2 separate regions of the Callithrix jacchus genome follow, and region 2 is linked to region 1. The links are chromatin contacts, called in public Hi-C maps. All regions are on one chromosome and are shown on one strand. Each heading gives the region's core, a stretch centred on a gene start, on an enhancer-like site or on the middle of the called end of the contact. The rest is flanking DNA. Distances are from core to core; before and after follow the strand shown.

The links. A called contact is a pair of places that touch in the nucleus more often than the background predicts.
Region 2: a contact with region 1 is called in a Hi-C map of skeletal muscle, with 5 times the contacts expected there. The contact joins the promoter of GCLM here to the promoter of FNBP1L in region 1. A contact is called at or near these places in 2 of 3 Hi-C or Micro-C datasets (both in skeletal muscle).

The regions. Positions count from the first base shown.
Region 1 is chr7:131,334,369-131,339,562 of calJac240_pri, reverse strand. FNBP1L (formin binding protein 1 like) reads right to left here and starts at 3,518. Exons shown (of 17, transcript XM_078332520.1): 1 at 3,336-3,518.
Region 2 is chr7:131,812,326-131,817,158 of calJac240_pri, reverse strand. It overlaps GCLM (glutamate-cysteine ligase modifier subunit), which reads left to right and starts at 2,471. Exons shown (of 7, transcript XM_002751115.6): 1 at 2,471-2,820. The coding sequence starts at 2,695.

The DNA of each region.
Region 1 (5,194 bases), core at 2,269-4,768:
AAATAATAACATAAATAATATGATAAAAATAACAATGGCTTTTAAATTATACATTCTTAAACTAAGGGCCAAAGATTATATAGGCCAGGAAATTAAGGCATAAAAAAGATTTATATGCACCTATAAATCAGATATCTGAATCCATCTCCTAACTACCAGACTTGTCCAGCATTTCCCTTGAATAGCATATTTTTCATTAAATCATATGAATGTGAGGTGCTCAGCCATATATTTTTTTCATATCTATACATACAGTCACAACCCATACAGATTTTTTTTTCTAACTTTAACCAGGTAATAAAAAACTAAAAACCTATTTCTTAATAAGTAAAACCTATTGACTAAACATAGGTCTTCTCTAATCTCTAATTTCTCTATCAGTAAACAAAAACAAAAAAGCTAACAATTCAAATCCCTGCTTTGTGAAATTATTAATTCATATTTGGCTCTCTAACTGATCCATCCATTCTTACTATGTAATAAAGAAATGAACACAATAAGCAATGCCTAAGATGCTACCTTGCATCCTGAAGAAGTGAAGACAGTATCATCTCTTTCTTTGGTATTACCCGTAACACAATGCAAAACTGTAACTGTAATATGTATTCACTAATTTACTCATTTGGAACACTAGAAATCCCTGTAAGCACAGCTCAAACTCATTACCAGTTAGTTCATATCTCCTAACAGCTACACAACCAGTCTGACACAACCCACTTGGCATATCATTATAAAAGTCCCCCAAAGTCAGTATTAGAGATGTCCTATTGAATTCCTTTCTTTCTCAAATTTAACATGACTTAAAAAGCATTAACATAACAATAAAAACTCCAATGATTGTTACAAAAAAGAGACTTAGGTTTGAGCACATGGCTACATATTTTTTCTGTAACAACATATTCTCAACAATTAACTCTTCAGGACAGTAATGTGATTCTAAATATGAAATAACAGGAGAACTGGATTATAAATCCAAAATTTCAAGAGAATTTCTCAACCTCAAAGTTCTCAACAGCAAGAGCACAGCACAGGTGTTTGTATTACATTACGATCCACTGGAAGTAAAATCCTTTTTCAAAACTGAGAACACTAAAAACAGGAAGTATACTCAAATTTTTCTAAGATTTCTTCTAGTCCCAACAATAGTCCTCCGCACCAAGTTCTACTTATCTAAGTTTTAGACATCAAGTTAATATTACTACATTCTAAATTATTTAGTTAAGTGTTTCCCTCAAATCCTCATACAACTAAAAATCTTAAAATATAGAGATGCACTAAATGTTAAGAAAAATTAAAAAGATTTTTTCAGAATTTCCAAAGGACACAAAACAAATTTTAGTTAGAACAAAAATTCCCATCTTTTCTACAGTTCATCTTTTCAGATTGCTGAAAAACTATTTAAATGCTAAAAGTAAATAACCAAATTACAGGAGACAGTAGAGGAATGGAACAGTTTTCTTATGTAATACTGTAAGTTTTTTAAATAGCTTTTAAAATCACATTTTGTTCACTAAAATATTGTTTTCCCTTAAACTTTTTCTTTTGTGTTATACAAGGTGAATTTTTTTAAAAATCTTAAGAGTTAAATCTAAATAATATGCCTCCACTGTTTTCCTATGTTTACTTTTTTTAAAGTATTCTGCTTACATTTTGGTTTCCTTTGAAGCACGAGTCATTTAAGTAGGCAAACATTAAATTATTTTGTAATTATAAAAATGGATGAATGCACTCTAGTAAGCATGAAAAAATTTAAAACATTGACAATAAAACTATATCCATTTCCTTTCATTGATAACTCACTAAAATCAACTACAGAATGCACAAAGTGTAAGGAAAAAAGGCCAATAATGCCTGAGAAACTAATCAATGTAAAAGGATTAAACTTTACATAATTCATGTACCACACAATCCTCCCCAATATAAGAACAATTAATGCTATCTAAGAAGCGGAATGAAAGGGCTCCTAAGGTATTTTCTCTTGGGTGGTGTGTTTACAGACTGGGTAAGCACTTGTCCAGAATGTTGCACAAGAGATTCCTGGCTGGCTAAGCATTCACTAGATAGACTCTAAAGTCTCTCAGTTCTAAGATTTCCAATCCAAGAGTAGACGTGAAAAATAGGAAAACATTTTGCCTTTCAATTAACCGATCGGCTTTCACTCCCACCGTAGTCGGGCACATACATACTCAAAAGTTATTTCTCCCCTTTCTCTGCAGTGATTTCACGAGATCCTCGCGAACAAAAGGAAAGGAAAACAGGCACAGGTGGAATAAAAAGGGGAGTGGCTGAGGCCAGGCAGCTCTCGGGACAGCGCCCCCACGCCCCCAGTTCCCCCGGCCGCACCTGAGAAATCACTGCCCTCCACACCTCCACCCTTCCGCGCCGGCGCCGGGAGCAAATTCTCCGACCTATTACCCTCCGCCCGTACCTTGGCCAGACTCTGGGCATTGTCTGGAGCCTCCGGTGCCAAAGAAAGACGGGGAGGAAAGAAAAGGAGAGAACGAAGGAGAAAGGACGAATGAGAATAAAGAACGGAGGAGCAAGTCAAGCAACAGGGAAACCGTACGCTCCTTTAAGCAAAATTACCTTACCCATCGATCACTCGATTTATCAATTCAGCCCCCAAAACCAACCCACCGGCCAAAGGCTGCAGCGGGGGGTGGCCAAACAGGAGTCCACCGAAGCTGTGCCCGCCCGAAGCACAGTGGCAGGGAAAGGGAAATGGGCGTGTGGGCTAGGCCTGGCTGGCCCGAGGCCGGGCTCCGAACAAAGCCGCCCGGGTTCCCATACCTGGGGCGAGGGCTCTGGGCGGCGCCTCCCCGCTCCCCACGCCGCCGCAGCCCGGCGACGCCCTAGCCCCACGGACCCTGGCCCGGGCTAGAGACCGCGGCCGGTCCCCTCCTTGCCCTCCAACAGCGCCCCTTGGGGACAATGGACCCCCCTCCCCCGCCTGCAGGCGGAGAGATACAAAGGGAGAGGCGAGCTGCCTGGCGCGAAGCCAGGCGTCAGGAAAGTGAAGGCGGAGGAGTGAGAAGGTACGAGAGACGATCCGGGCAGACGAGGGAGCCCGCGGGCTGCTCCCCAGGCCGTCCCGGGCGCAGCCCGAGCCCCACCGCGGCGGCAAAGGCGGGAGTGCGGACTAGCGGCCCCGTCGACCCCCGGCCGAGAAGGAAAGAGGAGTCTGCACACAAAGAGGAGCGGGACCCCCATCCTCCGCCAGCGCCGGGCCGAGGACGGCGGTGCGCGCTCTCACCGCCTAGAGTCCGCGGCGCCCGCCCAACCCGTGCTTTTCGGAGACCGGGGTCCACACGGGGCGCCCCTTCTCCTCCACTCACCCACAGCTCCGTTCCCCAGCTCATGGCGGAACTTGAGGCGTCTCTGGCCGTTTGGCTGTGCCGCTGTCCGTCCGTCTGTCGGCTCCGCCGCCAGTCTATCCGTCCTCTCACTGGCCGGCGGGCTCGCAGCTAAGAGGCTCTGCCTCGAAAGGTGCCGCCACCGCCGGGCTCCCCAGTGAGTGCGAAAGACGCGACTGGAGAAGGCGCCGCCGCCGCCGCGTCCCCGCCTCCCCGAGGTGGGCGGGAGGGGGCCCGGGCCGAGGGGAGGTGGAACGCGGCGCGGGGAGGGGGCGGGGAGCAGTGCATCCTGGGATCGCGGAGGACCTGGGCTCTCCTGGCCACCGCCGGCGGGGTCCCCCTGCGGGCCCCTCTCGCTGGTTGAGTCTCCTCCCGCCGGTACCCCGGAGCTTGGACTGCCCCGCCGCGGCCGCCACTCGGACCCTTGTTTCCAAGATAGAAAGCGAGAGAAGGGAAAAGATCCCCACCGCCGCTATTATCTCACCCCTTCTCTGCGCTGAGCCCCTTTACAAGAGGCAATTTCAGTTACCTGCCTTTCCTGCCTCTTGTCTCCTCTCGGGAGAAACCCTGTCCGGGAAACATCATCCAAATCCTAGGGTTTAGATTGAGGAGAGTTGTGTTTTATTATTTAAAATCTTGGCGTTTAAGGTGATTTGTCCTTTCGAGCCTGATGCTTCGGCGTGATATTCTTGGGAATCACCAAAATGTGCACAGGTTGAACATCGAATGTGAATGCAACATGTCCCCGATTCTGTCTTTAATTAAATATTTTAATTTTATAAATTCTGTCATGAAATCATAAAAAGAGACAGCTCTTCCAGTAGTCATCTGGGGATGTTGCCAAGGCACGATGTGGAAGACGTGGACAAATGTGAGCCGAGCTGTCACCTGCGGAAAATGAGAAGGCAGCTCGCCCGGTGTCTGAAATGGGCACCTCATGGGTGGGGGTTGGATGAGAGCCAGATTCCTCTCCGGTAGTGTAAACAGCCTATTCAGAACTTCAGATCTCTCTCACCTCCCAGTATCGGAACCTTGGAGGCAGGTCCACTACTTCCTTTTTTTTCTGTGGAGCTACTTCCTGGCCTATCTCCATGGGAAGGCTGTCAGCGAGCTTGGCTGGTGCTACTAGATATCAAGTACCCTGAGCAACTCCCTAACATATGCTTTAGTATTAATAGCTCGTCTCCTAAAGCAAGCAAGCGCACAGACACTTCAAACCAGTCAACTAGCAGAGTACTCCTCAGTGCATCACGACAGCTGGGTGTCTTAGGAAGCTCTCCCAACAGGTTGTCAGCATTGAAACTCCTCCTCTAACTGGCCTGCACAGGTGTTCCAACTTCTTCCGCTTAATCCTTGTCCTTGCCTAGCTGCGCTCCTGAGGCCAACAGCCTGAGTTCGCCTAACAGTCCAGCTGCTAATCTTCCTAAATTCTCTGCTGTCCTTCTCTGAGGCCAGTTTAAGCATACAAATGCCCTCTTCCAAGTGGTATAGCCAATTTTTAAATGCTTAAGTGTACCATGCAATGAAAAGACTGAAGCATTCAACAACACTTCCTACAATTTTTCTACATTGCCTCTATTTCAAATAGAATTTATTCGTTTATTTATATCACCTAACACTGCTAACCGCCTCTCCTATCACTTCATCTCACTCCATAGAATTACAAATGTATTTTGCAATCGCAAGTAACATTAATTAGTAAGAGAAAATTGATTTTTTTTTTTTTTTTTTTTGAGACGGAGTTTCACTCTGTCGCCCCAGGTGATCTGGGCTCACTGCAACCCTCCCTGCCCCACCTCCCCACGGGGGTTCAAGCAATTCTCCTGCCTCAGCCTTCCAAG
Region 2 (4,833 bases), core at 1,222-3,721, 480 kb before region 1:
AATATGTAGTAAATTAAAGCTGTACAGGCATTAAAGACATATAAATCATGTATAAGCACATTCAAGAATTTAAATTATCTGTAGTATGGAAGAGTGAAGAATTTGAAGTTGAATCATCTAGGTTTTGATTGTGGCCACAATACTAATTACTAACTAAGATTTTCAACAAGTTACTTAACTGAGTTGCTGCGAAGAGCAAATGAGTTTACATATGCAAATCTCAAAAACACAACGCAATGCCTTCTATGCATTCATGTTATATATTTACCAATGTTGTAAGAACTGGATTGTAATGGGGAAACAGTAGAGGCATTAATAATAGGAGCTCTCACTTACTGGGCATTTACTAAGGGCTTTTCATGCCTCTTCATTAATTCCTCACATCTGCCCAATGTGGTAAGTATTGTATTTGGTGGAACCATGGGGACTTTCCATTTCTGTGGGTTAAAAATAGTCAATTATGGGCAGTTTCATGTGGTTCAAAGTATCCTCTTCATGGTTTAGAGAAACTGAAATACAGAGAGACTTGGCTGTGTGGTTTGCTGCCTCCATCCCCCTGTCACCTACATCTGGCATTTCGCCCCATGTTATCCCTCCCCAACCTCCCTACCTCTTACTGCCCCTCTCCTAGTCCTCCCTAACGGACCCCAGTGTGTGATGCTCCCCTCCCTGTGTCCATGTGTTCTCATTGTTCAACACCCGCCTATGAATGACAACATGTGGTGTTTGATTTTCTGTTCTTGTGTCAGTTTGCTGAGAATGATGGTTTCCAGATTCATCCATGTCCCTACAAAGGACATGAACTCATTATTTTTTATGGCAGCATGGTATTCCATGGTGTATATGTGCCACATTTTCCTTGTCCAGTCTATCATTGATGGGCATTTGGGTTGGTTCCAGGTCTTTGCTATTGTAAACAGTGCCTTAATGAACATACATGTGCATGTGTTTTTATAATAGAATGATTTATAATCCTTTGGATATATACCCAGTAATGGGATTGCTGGGTCAAACGGAATTTCTATTTCGAGATCCTTGAGGAATCGCCACACTGTCTTCCACAATGGTTGAACTAATTTACACTCCCACCAGCAGTGTAAAAGTGTTCCTCTTTCTCCACATCCTCTCCAGCACCTGTTGTCTCCAGGTTTTTTAATGGTTGTCATTCTAACTGGAGTGAGATGGTATCTCAATGTGGTTTTGATTTGCATTTCTCTAATGACCAGTGATAATGAGCATTTTTTCATATGTTTGTTGGCCTCATATATGTCTTCTTTTGAAAAGTGTCTGTTCATGTCCTTCACCCACTTTTGAATGGGTTTGTTTGTTTTCTTCTTGTAAATCTGTTTTAGTTCTTTGCAGATTCTGGATATTAGCCCTTTGTCAGATGGGTAGATTGCAAAAATTTTTTCCCATTCTGTTGGTTGCTGGTTCACTCTAATGATAACATTAGGCTCAATTTCTAACTTCCTAGAAGGATCTTTTTTTCCATTCCTCCCCTAATTCTTACTATTTTACCAACTGGTTCATCTCTCTTTTCAATGGCTATTGTCCCCACTTATAATGAGACTCTCCTTTTGCCTTTAATAATCTGATCGCCTCAACGAAAGTGAAAGATTGTTGAGGAAAGCTCAACAAATGTTCAAGTTGATGTTTACACTGAGTCCACCACCACATGTGAAATTTAATAGGGGTAAATAATCTCGACCACCTCTAAAGGGGTGGGTGATAAAAGCTTTCTGTGATCTCACCGGCTCAAATGCCCTCTTTAATCTGAATTCATCTGGAGAATAACTGCCTTATGATATAAAATTACTTGTTTCCTGTTCTTAGGCCTTGTCTCTGGGTAGAGTTTACGTGTCTCAAGGACAAAGACACAGTCTTGTTCATTGACTTCATACACTGCCAGCAAATAGTGTGAATCAATAGACCTTTAATTAATGGACAGGAAGAAAAACTAGTAGTTTGGGAGAAGGTCCTTGAACGTAGCAAAGCGAAAAGAAGGGGATGCTTGCGTATTAACACCTGCTTCTGAGAACAAAAACCAGGTAGTATCTCTGAGCCTGGTGGCCTCTCAGGTGGCCCTTTAAAGAGATGGAAACCCGCAGCCTGGGAGCGGCGGGCGGAGCCACGATCCGAGCGCCTGGAGCCCGCACCAGGCGTAGGCGGCGTCTGCGGAGCGCCGTCCTCTGACCGCCAGGGGGAGCCCTGCCGCGCGCTGCGCACCCGGCCGCGCAGCCCCGCTCTCTCGGCCCGTTCGCCCGCCGCGCACCGCCTGTCGCCACGCCCGCCTCAGGCTGAGGGCCAGTCACTCGCGGGCCGGCGTCCCGCAGCCCATTCGCGCCCCGCCCCTGCCCCGCAGCTGGACGAGTAACGGTTACGAAGCACTTTCTCTGCCGCGATTTCTGCTTAGTCATTGTCTTCCAGGAAACAGCTCCCTCAATTTACCGTCAGCTCTCTCTCAGCGGCCGCAGTAACCTGAGTCACAGCCGCAGCCACCGGTGCCTTCCTCTCCAGCCGCCGCCGTTTGGCCTCCTTCGGGCCCGATCGCAGGCCGGGCTCCAGCCGCGCGGCACCGGCAGCCTCGCGCTCCCTCTCGGGCCTCCCTCGGGCCTCTGGCCCCGCGTCCCGTGGGGCGGCCGCCTGCCTGCCCGCCCGCAGCCCCGTCGCCGCTCGCCCCTGGCAGCCGCTGCTATGGGCACCGACAGCCGCGCGGCCAAGGCGCTCCTGGCGCGGGCCCGCACCCTGCACCTGCAGACAGGGAACCTGCTGAACTGGGGCCGCCTGCGGAAGAAGTGTCCGTCCACGCACAGCGAGGAGGTGAGCGCGGCGAGCGTCACCGCGGGGCTCCCGGGGCAGGCCTCGCGCCAGGCCGGGCGGTTCCGGGAAAGAAGAAGCTCCCGCGGGCGAGGGAGGGTGGTAGGGCCTTGCGCGCACCTGGGCTCCACCCGCGGGAAGATGCCGGGGCCAGTGTAGGTGCGATCTGGGGTCCAAACCCGCTGCTGGGGGCAACGCGTCTTTAAAACTTAGCGGGTGCAGCTGCGCACTGAGTGACGCCTCTGTAGGTGCTTAAGGCTGGTAGGAGAACTCTCAAACATCCTGGGTCCCTCTTCCTGGCACGGAGGTCAACAGAGGGCCAGGACGTCGCCCCGTTCCTCTCCACGTCTCTTGCTTCCTTCCCCCACCCTGTCCAGGTAAAGGAGTATTTCGGAGATTATCCTTTGGTGCATTCAGATGAAGTAGTATTCCTAGTACACCTAACTTCTGGAATGTAGACATTAGACTCAATGTTGCAGTGAGGCAAATGAGTAGGCACTCAAATTTGGCTTTGAAATGCCCTAAATACCCTGACTTTCGTTATTACACTTTTTTTTTTTTGAGACGGAGTCTTGCACTGTCACCCAGGCTGGCTGGAATGGAATGGCGCTATCTCGGCTCACTGCAACCTCCACCTCCCGGGTTCAAGTGATTCTCCTGCCTCAGCCTTCCGCGTAGCTGGGATTCCAGGCACGTGCCACCACGCCTGGCTAATTTTTTGTATTTTTAGTAGAGACGGGGTTTCACTATGTTGGCCAGCTGGTCTCGAACTCCGGACCTCATGATCTGCCCGCCTCAGCCTCCCAAAGTGCTGGGGTTACAGGCCTGAGCCACCACACCTGGCCTGTCATTACACATTCTATGCATTTATCTGTGCATCTATGTATGCTTTATCATTACACATTCTATGCATGTAACAGACTCATACATTCTATGCATGTAACAAAATGTCACATGTGCCCCGTAAATATGTACAAATATCATATATCAATTAAAAAATAAAAGTTTTGTGAAAACTGGAAAATAAAAAGACTAGTCACTAGTTGGAGGTGACAGTAATTAATCTGGAATTACAAACTTGGTATTCCTATTTGTTGCTGGCCATTTCTGAGCAGATAGTCATCCACAGACTGCATATTGTGCATATTGGTGGTATGGGACAATTTTAGTATTTAAAAAATAAAACCTTTAGATTTAGGAGCTATATGTCTTTCAGAAAGTTACTTAGCCTCTCTGAGTCTGTTTACATGACTTTAAAGTTGGGTAAAAACACCTTCCTCATCAGGTTGTTGAGAGAATACATGAAAATGCTCACCATAAAGGCATCTATCTCTCTGTCATCTGGTTCCATCAGAAAGATAAAACAAATCTTAATTAAAAGAAAAAAACCTTCCTAAACTATGTCATATTATGGTATCAGCTGCGTTCATAGGTGGTTTCTGCTCTCTTACATGAGGTGTTGGTGACAGACCATGCAGCAGCACACAGCATCCCTCTCAGTAAGTGCTGGACCTCTGCCCAGGCCTGGTTGGGGTCAGTGCCCATCAAGAGATGAGAACTCTTGCTTGTAACTTTAGTAGGAATCTGAGTCTACACTATATTCTGTGTTCACGTTCCAGCTCAGTGTGTATGTTTTGTTTTATTTAAACTACCTACTTTGGCTGTTTCTCCCAAAGATAAATATTTCTGTATTTGGTACATAGACCCTTAATTTCTTCCTGTACTGTTGGTGATATTGGGCGAAATTTTATCTATCTCACAATAGCATACTCTAGTGACTCAAGAGTTTCTGACTGCAAACACAGTAAGAAGTACATTTTACCTTGCAATCCAGTTAATAGTATAACACTATATACTATTAACTGATATAAAATCATATATGTGAACCAGGTTTCTCAAAAAGATATTAACCGTTATTTTATACTGTGTATTCTGATTTTTTCTGTCTTTAATTTTTAAAATGTTGATTTCTTGATGCACAAAGTCACACACCACAGTTTGTAAAACATTGTTCAA